3 separate regions of the Mus musculus genome follow, and regions 1 and 2 are each linked to region 3. A link is a contact called in public ChIA-PET and promoter capture Hi-C data. All regions are on one chromosome and are shown on one strand. Each heading gives the region's core, a stretch centred on a gene start, on an enhancer-like site or on the middle of the called end of the contact. The rest is flanking DNA. Distances are from core to core; before and after follow the strand shown.

Region 1 (3,028 bases), core at 399-2,898, 630 kb before region 3:
TTCAATCGGAAAACAGATTTCTCTGGAAGACTGGGACAAAATAAGGCAAAATGAGCTCTGTTCAAGGGCCTCACAGCACTTCTCTAGGGACAGATGCTTGGCCTGGAGCTCTCTGCAATCACCCCTCCCCCACTGCACCTGCATCCATGCTGGCTGCAATTTTGACACAATTCCTATAGCTCTGTCCTGGAGGTGGCTAAGAGAGTCCTCCTTATCTCTCTCCCTCCTTGTGGAGGACATTTTTCCATTCCAGTAATGACTCGTGTGACTCATTTTTGGATTCTTGCTCTTGCCACATCCACAGTCATTTTAAATTTAATGTTCAGTTCCAAAACGCTTACTTGTCAAGACTTGTTGCTCCCTGGGTGTCTATACAGGACAGACGTGAGTACCTGCCTCTGCTGTCCCTGTGGACACCGATACAAAAGAGACCCTCGAAGCAGAAATGCCTTTCCATTTGGCCTCTGGCTTCAGGAAATGAGTCTCAGCTCTGTTGAAGACCAGACATGCAAGTTGGGCTGATAACCATTACTGCTCTGTTCCGGAAAAGCCAACACACCCCCACCCCCAAAGTCTGACTGTGACGTTTAATTTTTTTAAAGATCTGGATAGTTTCTACCCCTCAGTCCTGGGGGCATCCCCCTCACCTGGTTCATAAGCATTAAATATGGAGTCAAACAAGCCTTTCTCAGATTCTAGCTCCATCAACCTCTGTCCGAGCCTCAGTATCCCCTACAAAAGAGAGTGCTCATTTGGGGTATTCTTGCAGGCAGTAAGCCAGACTGTGTACCAGTGCCCTAGCCTCCAGCCCCGTGACTAGTCCTCGTGGATGTTCAGTACTCCATACCCACGCATGGAAACTGCTATTTTCCCTGCACAAAATCAATGTGCTTTGTACATTGACTGGCAGCTGAACACCGTGTGCTGTACTTTGTCTTCCTTGGTGGAAATCACAAGGAATGTTTTTATTTATTTACTACTTTTTGTATGAAATTTCAGTGATTTTTGGCTACTTTTCCTTTGGAGACAGAACATAAAAGACAAGCAAAGTTATGGGCATCACCTCCAATGGGACCTTTGGAGCAGCGATCAGACCAGGCACAGGGTGCAAATGCAGGCTGCCCCTGGTGGCCCTGAGGGGCGGCTTTTGTTTCAGCTTTGATTGTTGCTTAAATTCTTGGCTGGCCAAGCTGCCTGTCTGTGCACCTGCGTGCTGCTAAGCTAGACCCGGATGCTGTGGGAGGATTCTGTTACTCAGAGGCCCCAGGGGTCTGAGCAGAGGAAGGGACCCGAGGAAGCTTCTGAGAACAAAAGATGAAGGACTGTTAAGACATCCCTGGGCTGTGAACTTTTCATGATCCCTCTCACCCCACCCCCACCCCCCACCCCGCCGGACAGATTCTGCCAACAGCTCTCATTACAGAGCAACAGACTGATAGAATCTAAGTTATTTCCAAGTTCTCACAGGTTAGAAGCAGTGCTGAGAGTTGAACTTGCCACCCACTTCAGGGATCTCTGGTACCACAAGGTCTTGTTTCTCTCTCTCTCTTGGAGGCAGGCTACTCAGGTCTAGCTACTGGCGGCTCTCCACACCTGTAGCTCATAGAAGCTGAAGGCTGATAAAAGGGCAGTGGGTGGAGCGCCCTCAGCCCGCTCACCTCTTTGGCATCAGGAGGAGCAACAGGAGGGCCCTGCCTTGAAGGTACATCTGAAGACAATGCTGAGGGGGCTGGTGTCTTTCCTCTCTTCATCTTACCTTCCCGGTCTTTCAGAATAGTTGTTCTTTGTGCAAACTTGGAGCTGGCTCTGTGGAAGAACAGTCTTGGGTTTGGAGTTCAGGATGGGTTCTGCAGAAGAGTCTGGGTCTCTAAGTCACATCTCAGACATCCTGAGGTAGACTACTACTCCGGCTAAACTGCTGATGTGTAGGGCAGGCTCCCAGCAAGCCTAGGTGACGTAAGACCCATGAAGTCCTGGCAGTGAGGACTGACTGGAGCCCTCCTGAAGCCGGGTTTGCCCTTGTTCTAGCAGAGGGGCGATCTCTCTGTCCAGCCTCTCCACCACCGCCCCCCATTGCCAGTACAACCCAGAAGAGAACTGGAAATGTATCAGCAAACACCAAGGTACAAGCCAGCCTTCGTGTTCCTGTGCTAGGATGAGGGCTTAAAGGTGGAAGTCTCCTCAGCCCCTAGCCCTGAGAGGCCAGCAGGGGTCTTAGGCTGTCTGTTACAGCCTGACACATAGGGTGTCTCTGAGATAGACTGGGGTTGGTTGAAATGAGCTAAGGAAAGCTCATTGGTTGAAGGGTCAGGGTGGGGATGAACTACTCTGAGGAGCTGGTGTGGACCCTTCCTAGGGAATAGAACTAGGGTTGGCATGTGATGGATAAAGCTGGCTTTGACATCCCACCCCACCATGTTCTTTTGCCATAAGGAGAATCTGTTTACTGGGAATTGGTTACTTGGCCAAGAGGCTGGCTGTGGGCTGGGATTAAAGCTCTAAACTTCGAATCCATATTATTACCAAACTAGCAAACTGTATCTAAGTGAGCAGCTTAGATCCATTCCTTGCCTGGCCTCCTCTTCAGAGCTGCTGTTTGTTTGTTTGTTTGTTTTTCTTTTTCTTCTCTTTTCCCCTGTTGGTCAGTTTGCTTTCTACATTCCTGCAATGGTTTGTAATGAGTGCCAGATCCAAGTCTTACTCTACATTCTGTGATGCTGCTCTACACAGAAGGTTCTAGGAGCAGCCAGAATATTTCAGCAACCTAAGGAAGCCTTGGAGCCCCTCCTCCCTCTTCAGTGCCTGGTGGTTGGCAGGAGTGGGGTGGGTGTTACCTTCCTGGTCTTTCAGAAGACTAGGTTCTCTTTACCATGGGCTTCTCTCTGTGGCAGGTCATGGCACAGTGGTGGCAGATCCTCTTGGGGTTGTGGGCAGTCCTACCCACCTTGGCAGGGGACAAACTGCTCAGCGTCTGCATGAATTCCAAGCGCCACAAGCAAGAACCTGGCCCAGAAGACGAACTCTACCA
Region 2 (3,010 bases), core at 244-2,743, 580 kb before region 3:
GAGAGATATTCTGCTTGGCTAATAACTTTAATAACAAGTTATTCCCTAAGTTGAAAAGAGCATGACTCCACTGTAGAGATGAGCTGTCTGCACTGGATTGCTCAGCCATACCCTCAATTTCAAACCATCCATGAGCTCCCTGGTCACTGAGGGACAGAAACAACATCAGTAAACACCACATAGCAGAAGCCCAGAGAGGCAGTCACTTGCATCCCCTGCACAAATGTCCCAGCCCTCGCAGCACAAGCCACAGAGGGAACAGAGCTTAGCCCACTTGCACAGAGAAAGACATTTCAAACTCCAGCAACTAGCAGTTGCTGTCTCAAAAGACCCAGCAGCAGCACCCTCCGGGTGGGAGGTGGGTTTTTCACACGCTGAAGAGAGGCTCAGGATAGTAGCCTCTGCTAACATTTCAGGGACCTGATTTACTGTTTGCTACTTCCAAACACCTGTGGCAAGGAGGGTAAACACGAAATGGTCAGTCTGTTAGGGCCGACTGCAGGCATTTGATTCATTGAATTAGTGCTGCCAGCTGCAGAAACTCTGGCTTGGGAATGAAAGAAAAAGGAAAGAGGGAGAGAGAGATGGAAGGAAGGTTGATTAGTGACAGGACAGAAAGGAGACTCAGGATTTAGACCGGAACACAAACTAAGGCTGAGGTGGCCAAGCAGAACAGGTGAAGGACTAGGGTGGGGAGGACCTGGAAGAGAGAGAATGTCAGAAGGAGCGAGGATAGAAAGATGCTTCAGGAGAAGAGACAGCCCGGGAGGACCTTTCCTTACCAAAGTGAAGGGCGTGTTGAGCAATGTGATCATGATGTCCGCCACTGCCAGGTTGACAATGAAGAGGCTGGTGGCCGAGTGCATGCGCTGGTTCTTGAAGATGACATGACAGACCAGGACATTACCGAAGAGCGAGAAGACGATGGTGAATGAGTAGGCCACGATGAGCAGTGCTTTCACCGTGGGGTTCTGGGACTCGGCCCCATAACGTCTCCTGCCCACGAAGTTCTGCCAGTCAGAGAAAGTGTAGTTGGCCCAGAAGTGCGAGGAGGCGTTGGGCCCGGTCAGGGCTGCCTCCATGCTGGGATGCTCAGTGACGACCTGCGGTTGCTCAGTAGCTCGCACTGAGGACAGAAGAAAGAGAAGCAGGACAGGAGGAACCTTCATGTCCAGCCACTGCAGCTCTAGGCACAAGGGCTGAGCTCCCTGCCGGGCTCTGTGCCTGGAGGCTGGGTGCGAGGGGCTGAGCGCACCGGGCTAGAGGAGTCCACACCACAGAGGGAGCCTGGGAGCGAGGGGCACGGGGCACAGAGGAAGCCCGGACCTCCGAGTGAACCTGGACCGTGCCAGGTTCCGACTTGGGAGACAACCGAGATCCTCCGGAGAGTCGGGACCACAGAGAAAACTCCGAAACGCCAAGGGAGCCTGATGGTGCCGACTGCCACCCACCTCGGTCCTCGGTGGCGCTCGCCCGGCTCGCAGCACTTTTATACCTCTGCTCCCGCTGGAGCCAGAGCGTCTCCGCCTATAGGGCCGTGCAGCGTCTCTTCGCTCCCGTGACGCGCTCCGCTCCAGCTGCCCCGCTCCCCTCTCGCAGCACCGCAGTTCCCAGCGCAGCTCACACCGGCTCTGCTACCCGGCTGCAGCCCAGACTCCAGCAGCCCCCTCCCTCACGCTCACCAGCTTTCTGTACAGCAAGCCAGCAGACAGGTGCAAGCACCCTTAGAGACCGTGTGGAGTCACACTGCAAGGCTGGGTCTGTGCAGTCCGAGGATCCCACGTTGGCTTCCATCTGAACTGTAGCCTCCGCACATTCCCTACAGTAAGGTGGCTCCTGATCCGGGTAGTTCCTGGGATGTTTCCTCTCCATCTAAACCTTAAGACTCACTGGAGGGCTTAGTAAAGGTCTATTGTTTTATTGACAGCCTTCAAACACTTGACAAATCCAAGAAGCAAAAGAAATAAAGAGCTCCACTCTGTGTCCACTACTCTGGAAACAGTAGCTTTGCCGCCATGGATCTCTGGACCCACCATTCTCCAGTGAGAATTTTTAAATTGCATTTTAAAACAATTACAGTTAGCATACACAGTAGTGGGGTTTGTTTCTTCATGGGAGTGTCATGAATACACATGATGCATATGTCCTTTCCTCTTAGCCACCCTCATCCTGGCTTCCCATCACTCCTCTTTCTGGTCCCCTTCCTCTGGTCAAAGTTCTTCCTGCTTTCGTGTCACGTGAACTTTGGTTTCCCTCTCTTGTTCCTCACCTGCCCTTTCAGTCCCTCGCATAGACCCCCTTTTTTACTTGTGTATATACCTATATTGATAGACAAGCCCCAATTCCTCCGTGGGAACTGCATTATCCACCTCCTGGTTCCCCTGTTGGATGCCTCTTGCAGAGCCACTGACCGCTCCATCTAGTGCCAGACTTAAGACATCTAGTGTGTCATCTGACCCTGGTGAGCAACCTCTTAGATAATCAACCCAAATGCTGCTGAGCAAGTGGTCAGGGGACAGAAAAAAGTCCCCCATTTCCTATTTCTTTTTCCTCTGCTCCAATCTCTGTTGCTTTTGCCTGCCTCCCCACCACGCCCTTCACAGACTTGTAAATGACCTATCTTTAAGTTATAGTTGATGGATCTGTAAGTTTGTTGCAAAGTGGGAGTCCAAGTCCACACAGCAGGAGCCGGAAAAGCAAAGGAACAGGCCAACCGCAGTGTGTACACACCCAGCACACACCTGTTCTCCCCTGCAGTGCCTGCTCTGAAACAAGCTCTAATCTAACTGTCCTAAGGTATATACCAACCATTGGTTTGTGAATTTAGTTCCAAAGTCTGGAGTCCAATTCTTTGCTGCTCCTGTCTGGCCTGCTGTGCTCTCAAGGTGGGCATTTGTGTGCTTCTCTGGCTCCTGCAGCCTGCTGCACCTCTGGTGACGATGTCTGGTGGATATCTCCAAAGAGGATGATGGACAGAACCTGGAGCTTGCTTTAAATGCGGCAAAGCTGA
Region 3 (3,054 bases), core at 429-2,928:
GCCTCTATTCAGATGCCATGTGGTCCAGCAGTGAAAGAGTTAACATTCAACGTCGCTGAACCAAGCAAGCTTCTGATCCATTCCATTTCTCACAAGCTGCCCTACAATGAGCTGAGCAAGTATCAACTGTAATTTGATCCAGGAGTTTATGGGGAAAAAAATAACTGCACATACTCAACATGCACATTTAATAAAAATCTTTTTTAAGAGAAACATATCCAATAAACACAATTTAAGGCGTATTTAATTGTTTGATTAACTTCAAACCTGCAATTCCTTTGCTTTCCTGACGCTCTCAAATAAAATAGGAGAAAGGAGGGGGAAGAACCAGCTCCACGGCAGGGAAAAGAGGCTTGAAAAACAACTTTGATTGGCACTTGGCCTGACCCACAGAGGAAGAAAAACAGTTTTTGGACAAAGAGCGCAAATATTTGAGCTTGCTTATTTATGTGCTTGCTTGTTTTTCCTAGGACATAAAGAGCAATCCTAAATTGACTGTAGATAGGAAAATTGACAAAAACGGCACCATATTCATCTTAGCTCTCAAATATGCACAGCTCAGCAATTTTAATTCATTGGTGCTGGACAAACAGAAACACCTCACCTAATGATTTCATTTCATGCAATGTAAAAATAAGAGTGTAAAAAAGAAACAGATTATATTAGTCAAGGAGGCTATTCAGATCTTATTAAAACCTCTTCTGCGTCTACAGGGACATTTTGTCATCCTTTCTCTCCCTGCATCCCCATCCCCCACGGGGCGATTAAGCCAAGTAAGCTAAACAATACTGGAGTAAACTTTCTATCAGTCACTCTGGAAAGCAATAAGCCAATCCTGGGTCGGATTTTCTCGATCGACATCGCGGTGGGGGATGATAAGGAGGGCGAACCCAAGTCGTCTTCAGCCTCCACCTCCACCAACCCAAGCTGAAAGCGCTGGAAGATCGAACAGCATTTCCTATGGGTATAAAGTTCAAGATGCCTTCATGGTGCCTTTCGGGACCCACCAAGAGAATGTCAAGAGGCGGTGCCAAGGCACCGTAGGCCTGGCAGAAGCGACCCAGTCGAAGAAAACACCCCCCCAGAGTCAGCCACCGGGGAGAGGCAGCCAGTCTCCTGCAGACCAAACTGGTTGCTGTGATTTCAGGCCAGCCTCCATCCCCAGCCGAGCCGGTTCCTCCCAGCATCCCAGCATCCCTTCAGCCTCGGGGCAGACCCGGCGGCAGCCCAGGGGCCGGGCGCAGGGACCCGCGGGGGGACACTTTGCCTCTCGTCCCCCCTCCCCCGCAAGCGCCGCCCGGACCCGGACCGTGGGGAGCGCCTCGCCGCCGGACGCGGCCGCGCCGTACCTTCCGCAGCACTTTCCGGCAGTTGGTGCAGAGCAGGTAGTTGGCCGAGGCCGACGCGCTGCTGCCACCGCGGTTCATCGCGCCGGAGCCGGGCTGTCACCGCGGCCGCTAGCGAAGGGCTGCTTCAACGTTCTCTTCTCAGGGGGTCGGGCGGCAGCGACGGCGCAGCGGCTGCCCGCGCGAGCTCGGCGGGGACGGCAGCCGCGGCACTCAGCGACCCGTTGTTCCTCCCGCCCCCATCGCCAGACCCCCGCCCCGCCAGCCAGGACGAGCAGCCGCGGCCGTCTCAGCTTCTCAGTGCGGCCCCGCCCCCGAGGCCCGCCGCCTTCAGGGCAGCCGCGCTGGGCACCGCCCCCTCCCGCCAACCAGACGGCACCGGCAACGCCCCCTTCTGCACCCGCATCCAATGAGTGGCTCCGGCCAATCGCGGGAGGCGAGAGCAACACGAATCTCCGGGCAAGTTAAGTTTATCTCCGAGGCTCGATGCTGAAGAGTGACCCTGGGTTAGTTAGGTAGTGGGGTGGGAGGGACTCCAATCTACCAATGAGAAATGGAGGTGTGGTGTATGCAAATTATCAGGAACTCTAGCGCCACCCTCAGGACAAGCCACGCCTCTCTGCAAAAACCGTGCAGAATGGAGAGTGAGATTAAATAGCTGGAAGCTAGAGCTCGCTAGAGGATCTGAGACCTAGCTAAACATTTCCTGATCTCTCGGGAGTGGGCCGGGTGGACGCTAGAACGTTCCTTCCTCCGGGGCAGAGATTCAGCTTTCTCTCCATGGATCTAAATCTAATAGCTGTGAGGAAGACTGCGGTCTTGCAGCACTTTGCTCCCACAGATCTCAAAGAACTTTATGTTCTTTATGCACTCTGTAAATCTGGTACGAAAGACCAACTACCTACGGCTGTAGAGTTAGAAGTCTACACAGCTATTGGAGTTGGAGACCCGGAGACACATCTTTGGTTTAGGGGTTTTTCCCTCTCTCCGACGATCGTTCTCACAGCAAAGAAAGTTCGTTTATCATGAACAAGTCAGAGATTGATACACACACACACACACACACACACACACACACACACACACACACACAAATCCTGTGGGAGGCCTCTGGTTAGAAACTTGCAGAGCACAATCCCTGCCTGTGATGGAAGGTTTTGAGTACGAATTGCCATTTAAAACGATTGGACTGGACCTTCCTCTCTCAAAACTGACAACGGTGAGTCAGGGTTTAGCTTCTATGTTCTGGAGACAGAAGGCATAAGTCACTGAGGAAAGCTCCGGCTGGCCAGATGCCCAACCCAGGCGAGTGAGAGAGCCAGGTACTCCGAGGGGCCAAACACCAACCCCGGACTGCAGACCAGACTCTGGCTGCCTGCTCCCCAGTGAGAACAAAGGCGGTGCAAAGCGAGCACCTGATTGGCTCAGGGTGCTCACCGGTGTCGTGGAGCCCATGATAGGGTGCTTCTGCTACTGGCGCAGAGCACCAAGCTCCCAAGAACTGCAGTTCCCCAGCCGGCCTTGGCGGTGACCACACCGCACTGCGTGCTATGACATCACCTGTTTTCGCTCTTGAGAACCTAATCTGTATTCTCGGCTTCTCGTTTTCTAAAGGTCTCGAGTGTGTCAGGAATTGTGAAGGCCTGCAATTTGTAGAATGTATCTGTGGAGATGGTTTTAAAGAACCGACCCACTGGTTTACTTGTAT

What was found. Promoter capture Hi-C pulls out the DNA fragments that hold promoters and counts their contacts. ChIA-PET counts read pairs in DNA pulled down with a chosen protein or histone mark.
Region 1: a contact with region 3 is called in an RNA polymerase II ChIA-PET map of memory CD8 T cells, with 28 read pairs. The contact joins the promoter of Izumo1r here to the promoter of Sesn3 in region 3.
Region 2: a promoter capture Hi-C map of hippocampal neurons shows a contact between it and region 3, with 3 times the contacts expected there. The contact joins the promoter of Gpr83 here to the promoter of Sesn3 in region 3. A contact is called at or near these places in 1 of 39 promoter capture datasets (hippocampal neurons) and 1 of 115 datasets of contacts at active chromatin or transcription factors (memory CD8 T cells).

The regions. Positions count from the first base shown.
Region 1 is chr9:14,902,387-14,905,414 of GRCm38.p6, reverse strand. It overlaps Izumo1r (IZUMO1 receptor, JUNO), which reads left to right and starts at 1,648. Exons shown (of 5, transcript NM_022888.3): 1 at 1,648-1,702; 2 at 2,892-3,028. The coding sequence starts at 2,895.
Region 2 is chr9:14,858,693-14,861,702 of GRCm38.p6, reverse strand. Gpr83 (G protein-coupled receptor 83) reads right to left here and starts at 1,493. Exons shown (of 4, transcript NM_010287.3): 1 at 783-1,493. The coding sequence starts at 1,169.
Region 3 is chr9:14,274,925-14,277,978 of GRCm38.p6, reverse strand. It overlaps Sesn3 (sestrin 3), which reads right to left and starts at 1,678. Exons shown (of 10, transcript NM_030261.4): 1 at 1,350-1,678. The coding sequence starts at 1,427.